Regions from separate parts of the Sus scrofa genome. Here region 2 is linked to region 1. A link is a contact called in public HiChIP or PLAC-seq data. All regions are on one chromosome and are shown on one strand. The core of a region is the stretch at or near the end of the contact, and the rest is flanking DNA. Distances in the headings are between cores, read along the strand shown.

Region 1 (4,877 bases), core at 1,053-3,552:
TTCCCTCATCTGTAAAGAGGCTGCCAGCATCCTCCTGTGCTATGTGGGTGCCTGTCTCCTGGGCCCCTTCACTGGGTCCGTAGGAAAAATGGCAATAACAATCCATCCAGTTAAGGCAGTGGGACTCATGAGCGGAGTCTCTGAGGGCCTGAGCCCGACCTCTTGGCCTTCCTTACCAGCGCCAGCTCCACTGGGACTATACCCTGCCCTCCCCAAGGAAAACCCCAGCCAGAGTCAGAGCTACTCAAGGCAGCCTGCCCTCCCTTGGACTTTGTTTAGACTAAATTAATGAAGGGGTAGGGGGACCCGGTAAATAAGGTGCTGTGGTCAGACTCCCCACTCTTCTCCCAGGCAAAGCCCCAGCTCCTGGGCTCTGGGAGGGCTGCTTGGCCGTGGGGTGGGGGTGGGGGGTCCTAGAGCTGCCCCTTGAACCCTTTGTCCTGTGTGGGCGCTGGACCTTTATTTCCTGCCTAAACAGCTGTGGGGCTTTGGAAGTGATCAGAAGCCTGGGCTCTGATCCTGGTGAAACATCCCTCCATGAGGGTCGGGGCGGACGAGGTAACAGTGTGAACACCACAACCTAGGCCTCCAGCTTTGCCAGCCTCTGCCCCCCACTGCCCTCCCTGCTCCTGCATGGCCACCCATACAGGCTACAGGGCAGAGCCCAGCACGAGGAAGGGTTCAGAGGCTCTTGCCAAATGCCTAACAGAGGGGACAGGGGACTGCCAGGATTCAGGAGACACAGGCTCTCTCACTCATTCATTCTTAGTAAGGTTCTTTCTCCGCCCAAGGCCACTGGTTGTGACTGGCAAGATGACAACTATAGATTGGGGCCCTGGCGTGTGAACTGTTCCCTGAATGCGGTCACTCTGGACTTTCCCAGCTCCAGGACTTTGTCCACACTGTCCCCTGCAGCAGAGTGTCCACCCCACCTGGAGCCCTGTCCCAACTCCCTCCTCCTTCACAGGTGACCGTTTCTTTACCTCCAGCCAGAGCTGCTGGCACCTGCCATGCTCCAGGGTTTGTTTTTCTCACAGTCCTCTGCCCACCGGGGTCTGCTGATCACCGGCTCCTTCACACCCGTAGTTCCTATCGGGCAGGCCGAGTCTCAGTCGTAGTTGTGGTTTCGGTGGGGACTTCACACCCAGTCTGTGCTCAGTCAATCTTCCTTGACTGAGGATGAATAACAATACTTAAAACAGAGCTTTCTATGTACCAGGCTGGTTTTTTAAAGTGTGTATATGTGATCACTTTTACTTCTCACAGTGACCCAATGAGGTAGGTGGTTTTATTACTCACATGAAGATGAGGCCATAGAGGGAGAGGGAGGTTGAGTGACACACACAAGGCTACCCAGTCAGTACATGGATCAACCCAGGCAAGCCAGGCTGTGGGGTCTACACCCACACCCAACGGATCCACTGTGCTGCCTTTCAGAGGTGACACCAGCCCTGGGAATGTGCCCCACAAGCCAGGTGGACACCTTTGTCACCACCAGGAGGCAGGGGGTATGGCTCACAAGGGCAGCCCACACACACCCAGCTCCTCAGATTAAATCCTGTTTTCCTTAGGGCCTTTCCCACCATTCTGAACTCAGGGTTCCTGCCACTCCTCTTGGTACGAGTGGATTTGATCCCCTCAAGGACAGTGAATTCGGGTTCAGCAAATGTTTTCAAAATGATGGTTCTGCTCCACAGACCCCAAAGACATGCACAGTTTTATGGAGAGCCTTGGGCATCACGTTCCCTACCCTAGGGCTTAGTTTCCTACTCTGGCAAATGGGCTGACTCACTCAAATCACATGGTGTGACATTTGGTAAGGATTCTGAGTTCCTCAAGAGCCAACACTGTTGTCAACCGCCTATTTAGCTGAGTCTGTCTGTGTGCCTTCCCTCAAAGGCCAGGAGACTCTGCCCCAGGAGACTCTGCCCGGTGGGGAGGGCTGGGGTGTGTGCTCCTTGTCCTTGGGAGACCTGGCGGCAGCCTGGGACCAAAAGATAAGCTGACTGATCCCAGGAGCTTGGATGGACGAGAGCCTTGTTTGCCACCTGACAGTGGGTGGGGACACTTGTCAAAGGCTCTTTTTTACAGCAAACAGTTGGAAGGAGTCTCTCCCACCCCTCTGGCTCTCAGAGCCACACACGAGGGCAGGGAGTTGGGGTGGGTAAACAGGGGCGGCTGGCAACGCCCCTGCTAACTGCAGCCAACAAGTGGCAGCTCGCAGAGCGGGCCGGGCAGGCTGCGGTGACCCTGGTGGGGGCAGCCAATGAGCTCCCGGGCTGCAGTGGCACCACCGGGCAGCCTGCCTGTCTTTGGCTGGAGCAGCCGCAGGAGGGGCCTCGGGCCACCAGTCAGGGCTGCCGGGCTCTGTCTCTGGGAGGCCCGGGCAGATCTGCTGCTCCATTCACAGAAAGCCTTACCGGGGCTGCCACATTTTTAACTTTTCCAATCTTCTGGGGGAGGAGGGCGGGCTGTGGAGCCAGTGTGGGAAGGATGGCTGGGAAGGTAGTGCAACCACAGATGGAAACTTGGGAGAACTTTTCCCTCGATCTGGATCCAGGGTGGGGGAAGGGAGGTTCTGAATGTTTGCCTCACAGCAGGCCCAAGGGAATGAAGGGAGGGAGCTGGACGAGGGGGAGGCAGAGGCTGTGATCATGGCCCAGGTTGCCCACCCTGGACCGGTATCAGGAACCTCAGGGTCCTGGCCCAATTGAGCCTCTTACCCTTACCTGGAGGGGTACACTTGTGACTGAAGTGGCTGTCACCTGGGGCCGGGCCAGCGGTGGGGAGTCGGGGGGGGGGGACGGGACCCTTAGGCTTGCCACCAAAAACTCCCTGTGGTCTGGGCTGTACCGTGTCAGCAGCAACAGGTGCTTGTGCCCGCCCCCAGCTCATCCCCCTTGCCCAACACAGACCCACCAAGGCCAGCCAATCACGTAATAAACATATATTTATAGATATACAATTTCAGAATTCTAATTCAAGAAATACAGCTTCTCAGGGGATCCATTAGGATCTACGTTCTTATTGCACATGGCTCAGCCCATCTAGGGACATCTACTGAGACCAGGTGGTCGGGGTGGTGGGCGCAGAGCACCGGGGCCACTGTGGGCAGGGCGCTCTCACCCACATCCAGTTCTGAGCATCTCTCTGGACTGGGGTGGCTGCTTCGTCACAGGGCAAGACCTTGTAAAAACCATGTTTGACATTTCTTAACCAAGCTTCCTTTCCCAGCAAGAATCCTATGTTGGGGACTTTTAAAAAAAGAGCTGAGAGAAGCTCTGGGAGGGTGGTTATCCCCTCCTGGCTGGCAGCTTGGGGTAGTAAGGCTTCGGAGGATGGCAGGCTCAGTGACACACTCACCGCCAGAGGAAAATTTGGGGAAAAAAAGGTAATTCCAAAAGGCCCAGTATAAACTGTGGGAATAAATAAAACCTCCCTCCCTTCCCCCTGGCAGCAACTGCTGTTTTGAGAAAAATCCTCATTTGACGGTGAAAGTAAGAAAATGGTTCAGGTGCATCCTTTGTCCAATGTGCAAGAGAAGGCCGGGTGGCGTCATGTCCATGGAGGGTAGAGACAGAGATGTCCATGGTCATGGACTTTTTTCAGGAGTTGGCTGCTGCCCCAGCGTCCTGGGCACCACCTGATTGAATCTTGGAGAAAAAGCCATCTAAAGTCCTTGCTCCACGACTTAGGAAAAATCAGTAGCAACAATGGGGCTGTGCCCTGGGGCACCTATAAGGCCAAACTGATTTAGGAACTAAAGGGGGCTGGTGGTCAGGCAGAACCTGGTCCCCCGCCAACCCTGCTGTTCTCTGTGGCTAGGGGTCAGAGGGCTCCTGGGCACCAGGCAAAGCGCCCACCTGAGCTGGCCAGAGCTTGGCGGGGTGGGGTGTAGGGGGGTGGTCTCATCCCTACAGGCCGTTTGGGGCCTCCACTGTGACTCCATACTAACCTGGCGCCTGGCCTTAGGAGGAATTTCTCCCCCTGCAGCCTGCTCCACACCCTGCCCCCGCCCCCAGCTTAACCATAAACCTGGCAACCTTCCAAGTTTTCCACAGATTTATACTGTCATGATTGCTGCTGCCATCAAAACCAGGCTGGGGTTGAGGGGACTGTTAAAAGCTAGGACCCGACTTTCCTTATGCTGTCAGCTATGGCTAATGTCTAGCCTTTGAAGGACCAGGCTACCTTCCCCAAGCTGTTTTCTAAAACAGGGAAGAAATTAACTGAACAACTTAACCAAATCCCTGCATAGTTTAAAAAGTAGGCTATATATATATATATCTCTTTATATATGCTATTTACATATAAATAGATATATACATATACACGCATCTATAAATTACATTCTATGGAGAGTTCGCTTTCATCTTCCTCTTTCTCCTTGGCCAACACCTCTGATTGCTTCCACTGAGGTGACTGGTGGTGGCTTCAGGGAGGGGGAAGAAAGGCAGCTGGGTGCCCCTTCCCCCAGCCCTTCCCATAGACATTTGCTGCAAGTTTTACATTCTACTTTCGTTGCCATGGTTTCTGTATCCTAGGAGAGAGCCGATGTGGAGCCTGAGCCTTTGCCATCCTTGGGAGGAAGGGAAGCAGCCCCGTGGCAGGTTTTCCTGTCTGTTCTAAGAGCTTTCTGCATTTACTGGGTGAGAGAGAGGGCAGTTGTGTGGCATTCGGCCTCCAATTCCATTTTAATTTTTTTTCTTGTTATGTCTTTCCTTAAACATACAGTCCATCACCTTGGCTCAGTGCACGTCACCAAAAATTCTCCAGGGATTTCATAGTCTGGGGAGGAGAGTGGTAACAGTTAGCTTGGCAGCATGTGCCCCGGAGTCTCTAACTCAGCCCACACTAACAGCCAGCTCCTTGGCCCT
Region 2 (4,877 bases), core at 1,133-3,632, 51 kb before region 1:
GTATGGGGCTTTGCCCCCTCCTTCATAGGGGTGAAGAGTATCAGTGGAAAAGCCATTTAGCCCCCACCTACCAGGCCTCCTAGCAGGTGGTTGTTTACCCTGTAGCCCACTTCCTCTGCTATGGGAAAAACCTCCTAGGGTTAAGACCACCTGTCCTTTTTTCATCACTTTTTGAAAACAGTGAGATAACATTAATGGATTTCTTTTGAAAAGAAACAAAATTATCCAGTTCCCCATTAACAAAGCCCTTCCCAATTATAAAAAGCTATTTAATTAACCAAATGAGGCAATGAATGGGAAAAGGTGCTTAGCACACTGCTTCTGTGATGACTATTTATTAAATGAATGAAGGATTCCTAGTAAACTGACCTTTCCAAAATGGCTCTGGACTTTTTTGCTTATGAAACCTCTATTAGAAAACCTCTATTTTTCTTAGATCGGTGTTCCACACTTACCTGAAATTTTTTTCATGGGGTGGTGGGGAGAGAGAGAGAAGAAAGACACCCTAAGTCTGTCTCCTACTGTCTCAGATGTCCTCAACCCAGTCAGCCTGGAAGGAGTATTTAAAATGGTCCCGATGGATTAATTCCCTGATTTTCAATCCTGAGTGACAGAAAGACACATCCATATAGATCACCCCAACTCTTTTCTTCCCATCTCAGTAAAGGGTGATTTCAAGAGGATATCATGTACTCTCAGCCCTGGAAGCACATCACCTAATTGCCATGATGTGCTGTATTTAAGACTCCCAACAAGTGACTGGAACTTGGAGGATAAAAAGGACGGGCTGGTCTTCAGGCCTTGAAAGCCCAGGTGGCTAAGCGACTATTTTGCAGCAGTCTTTATCTCCTAATCTGAGCCCTCTAATTTATTTTTTTTTAATCCATAAATTCGTCTCCAGAGATGGTTTTCCCATCTGGAAAGTGGGAGTGGGATGCAAGGTTTGAATTCTGGTGCTTTACAGTCTTAAGTCTTGGTTTGCCCAAAAGGCCCACCGGTCAGCCTTTTTTTTTTTTTTTTTTTAATTTTAATGGGGGGGGGGAGTGGCAGTGGCCCGACTACTCCTGTAAGTGTCTTCGGTCACGCGCAAGTCTGCCCCTAGGCGAGGCCTGCCAGTCTGATCTGGTTAGGCTCTGGCCCGCCCCGGGACGGGAGGGAGCATCTGATGTAAGCTGGGTTCTCTCTTCCATCAGAATCCTGTGTCCCAGATTGATGAACCTTTAAATAAATAAAGGTCGAATCCGTCCGAACCTCTTCCCACCGTCAGCAACCTCTGTCACTCTTTGAGCACCGCCGTCGGGCCTGATTTCTTGGGGCCCAGTGTGCATGACGAAATAGGGGATGGCGATTGCACTCCGGGGCTTTTCTGGAGACCTAGCTCCTCGGTCCTGACGCAACTCTCCAGGTCTTTTACACAAAGCGTTTGGTAGAGAGGGGCGCTAGGACCCGGCGGATGCCTGAGGCCTCTAAGCTGCAGCTGGCTGGGGAGGCACTGCTGCACCGCAGTCGGTCGGTAGGGCCGGCGGGTGGGTCAGTGTGTCCGTCTGATGTAGGTCCCAGTTCGCAGCTCCCGGACCAAGCGCCAGGAACTGGGGCCTATCAATATTCCTTCAACCACATTCCCCAAACCCTGTCTTTGAAGGCAGCTGGAGGGTGGGCGCTGACGCGGTTAGGAAACTAGGCTCACATCGGGGGCATGGACACCGCCCCCCCTCATTAATCCATCCTCTGGGTCTGTAGAGTAACGGGCAAGTAGGCAAGTGCGGCCGCCCAGAAAGGGAGCAGAGTGCTCTGAGCTGCTGTTTTGGGGCCCCACCCCCATATCCTGACCCCTGGTAAGGAAGGTTAGTGTGGGGTACTTGCGCGAGAGTGGGCTGGGTTAACGTCTGCTCCCCCGGGCATCCAGCCCTGCTCCTAGTTGTACCCATAGCTCGCAGGCTCCCACAAGCTGAGGGCAACCGTTTTCCTTGCCTGTTGCCCTCTCAAGTTCCCCTGCCTCTTCCCCCGCGCGGCCGCGGCCTAACCCCTCCCCCAGCAATACGACCCTATAATAAACAAGTCTTTCCTTGATCCTCCCCTGCCGCGAGCGCCCTCGGGGACCTTGGCAGCTGCAGCCGCCGCCGCCGCCGCCGCCGCCGCCGCCGCGGATCCCTTCCAGAAAGGGGGCGTGGCCGTGGCTCGGGGGTTCCGCCGAGAGCTTTCTGGGGCTCAACGGAGGCGGGGCCAGGCGGCTGTCACCGGGCAGGAGAGAACGTTGCGAACGTGCGCCCGGAGTCCATTGGCCGAGATGGGCCACACTCCCGGGTCTGGATTGGGCCGTGGCGCGGAAGGGGTGTGGCCTCCCCGCGCTAGTCCTTATAGGTCCCTCGGCGCTGGTGCTAGGGACCGAGGCAGGCCGAGGGGGAGGTGAGGCTGAGGAGAAGGGACAGGTCTGGGCAGAGCTCGGGGGTTGGCACCAGTTCGCGCACCCATTCAAGCGGTCAAGCGGCTGTACGCACTCGTCAGAGCAGTTCTCGCTAACTGCTCTAGCTGGTGAGTGTCCCTTCTGTGTGTGCGCGGATCGATGAGCAGGGAGGCCTCAGCCGCGGGGGTCGTAGCGCTCTGAGTCTGGTCCACCCCTCAGACTGACGCCGGGCCCGTGTCGCTCTTGTCTTACAGCGTCTTCTGCGCTCCAGCACCGGTGAGCTCATCTGCAAACGTCCTGGCGTCCGTCCTCACCATGCCTAACCTTTGGGATCGCTTCTCGTCGTCCTCCTCCTCTTCGTCTTCGTCCTTGTCCCGAACTCCCACCCCAAATCAGCCTCCGCGTTCAGCCTGGGGGTCAGCGGCCCGGGAAGAAGGGCTCGGTCGCTGCGCGAGCCTGGAGAGCTCGGACTGCGAGTCCTTGGACAGCAGCAACAGTGGCTTTGGGCCGGAGGAAGGTAAGCCGCCGCGGGCGAGGGCCGGACGCGACTCGAGGGGCGGGGAAGGTGAGAAAGGACCTCGCTGAAAAGAGTCAAAGCCACCTTGGCTTCGTAGGCCACCAGAATCCAGATCGCAGAGCGGGGACAGGCCAGAGGAGGGGGTTGAAGCATAGGGTATGATGAGTGTGCGGCAGAAACTGAGGCACGGAGGGGCAAGAGGAGTGCTGCTTTCTTAGCGAAACAGCACCTCCTCCTTTTGGAACTGCTCTTACCTTCCTTCCCTATGTGCTTTCCCTTCCAGACTCTGCATACCTGGATGGGGTGTCCCTGCCTGACTTCGAGCTGCTCAGCGACCCTGAGGATGAGCACCTGTGTGCCAGCCTGATGCAGCTGCTGCAGGAGAGCCTGGCCCAGGCGCGGCTGGGCTCGCGGCGCCCCGCGCGCCTGCTGATGCCCGGCCAGCTGGTGAGCCAGGTGGGCAAAGAACTGCTGCGCCTGGCCTATAGTGAGCCGTGCGGCCTGCGGGGGGCGCTGCTGGACGTCTGCGTAGAGCAGGGCAAGAGCTGCCACAGCGTGGGCCAGCTGGCCCTCGACCCCAGCCTTGTGCCCACCTTCCAGCTGACCCTCGTGCTGCGCCTGGACTCACGCCTCTGGCCTAAGATCCAGGGGCTGTTTAGCTCCGCCAACTCTCCCTTCGTCCCCGGCTTCAGCCAGTCCCTGACGCTGAGCACTGGCTTCCGAGTCATCAAGAAGAAGCTGTACAGCTCCGAGCAGCTGCTCATTGAAGAATGTTGAACTTGGGCCTGGGGGCCGACACTGCCCCCATGGCAGAGACAGTTGAACTTTTGGGGTGGACGTTGGCAGGCAGGAGCTGAGGGCCTGTTGCCTGTCGTTAGAAAACTGACAACAGCCACCTGAGGGGAGGAAGGCTGAGCTGGGGGGAACCTACTGTTTCCCTAGAAAGCTCAATGGGGCATGTATGGGTGGCTCCCAGTTGGGGGCACACCCCGCCCCTCTGTACTGTAGCATGAAACAAAGGCTTAGGGGCCAACCAGGCTTCTGGCTGGATGTGTTATGTAGCATGTACCTTATTATTTTTATTGTTACTGACAGTAAGACAGTTAAGTCAACAGTGGTGTGACAGAGCCAGGAGAGCAGCTGGGCTGCACTGGCCTCTGCAAGGGGGGATGTGTGCTCGCTGCAGCCAGCCCTGGTGGGAGGGGGGAGGTCATGGAGGTGGTTTGTGTATCTTATGGTCCGAAGGGGCCAAATGTCTGTTCTTTGTTTTTTGTATCTTTTGTTTGTTTGTTTGTTTGTTTTGATCAGAGCTTCACTACTGACCTGTTCCAGGCAGCTATCTTACAGACGCATGAATGTAAGAGTAGGAAGGGGTGGGTGTTAGGATCACTTGGGGATCTTTGACACTTGAAGAAAAAAATACACCTGGAAGCTGCGTTTGGCCCATCCCCAGATGTGGACTGAAGGGTCACCCTGTAAGGGGATGGGGCTGATTGGGCTGGGGGCTGGAACCCCTCCCCCAGAGGAGTACCATCTGGGTCTTCCATCTAGAACTGTTTACATGAAGATACTCGCTGTTCATGAATACACTTGATGTTCAAGTATTAAGACCTATGCAATATTTTGTACTTTTCTAATAAAAAAGAAAATGTTTGTTAAAAGAGTTGTCTGCTCTCAGTGCCAAGAAATAAAAGGGAGGGTCAAGGGTGCTGGCACAGGTGGGTTTCTTCAGACGCTGATCCACCTGTGTGTTTCTCTGTACCTTTCGGGGGCTGCCTGCCAGCCTGGTAATGGAGATGTGTAGACTGAGTGCCATCTGTGTCAAGAACCCTGGCTCCCTTGGTTCTGCTGGCTGAGGCGGCCCAGGGAAAGAGCCGGAAAGCCCTGGAAGGTGACGAGTGAGTCAGACCTCCCACTGAGCCAGAATCTCAGGGTAGGGGGAGCTCACCTGGCTGC

The links. HiChIP or PLAC-seq counts read pairs in DNA pulled down with a chosen protein or histone mark.
Region 2: an H3K27ac HiChIP or PLAC-seq map of skeletal muscle shows a contact between it and region 1, with 3 times the contacts expected there. The contact joins the promoter of DDIT4 here to the enhancer-like site in region 1. A contact is called at or near these places in 5 of 5 promoter capture datasets (fetal liver, fetal skeletal muscle, liver and 1 more), 31 of 47 Hi-C or Micro-C datasets (adipocytes, alveolar macrophages, blood and 15 more) and 2 of 2 datasets of contacts at active chromatin or transcription factors (alveolar macrophages and skeletal muscle).

Annotation. Positions count from the first base shown.
Region 1 is chr14:75,166,144-75,171,020 of Sscrofa11.1, forward strand. DNAJB12 (dnaJ homolog subfamily B member 12) reads right to left here. Exons shown (of 9, transcript XM_013983329.1): 9 at 2,933-4,788. The coding sequence ends at 4,739. Among named protein-coding and RNA genes, the nearest start is that of DNAJB12, 22 kb to the right of the region's middle. Within about 2 kb of position 2,303, at least 73 of the 83 cell types and tissues checked have an H3K27ac peak or open chromatin away from gene starts, as enhancers often do. A contact at or near this core is called in alveolar macrophages, brain, embryonic fibroblasts and 8 more, where this site is marked.
Region 2 is chr14:75,115,326-75,120,202 of Sscrofa11.1, forward strand. It overlaps DDIT4 (DNA-damage-inducible transcript 4), which reads left to right and starts at 2,383. Exons shown (of 3, transcript NM_001243452.1): 1 at 2,383-2,532; 2 at 2,659-2,921; 3 at 3,205-4,582. The coding sequence starts at 2,720. The coding sequence ends at 3,698.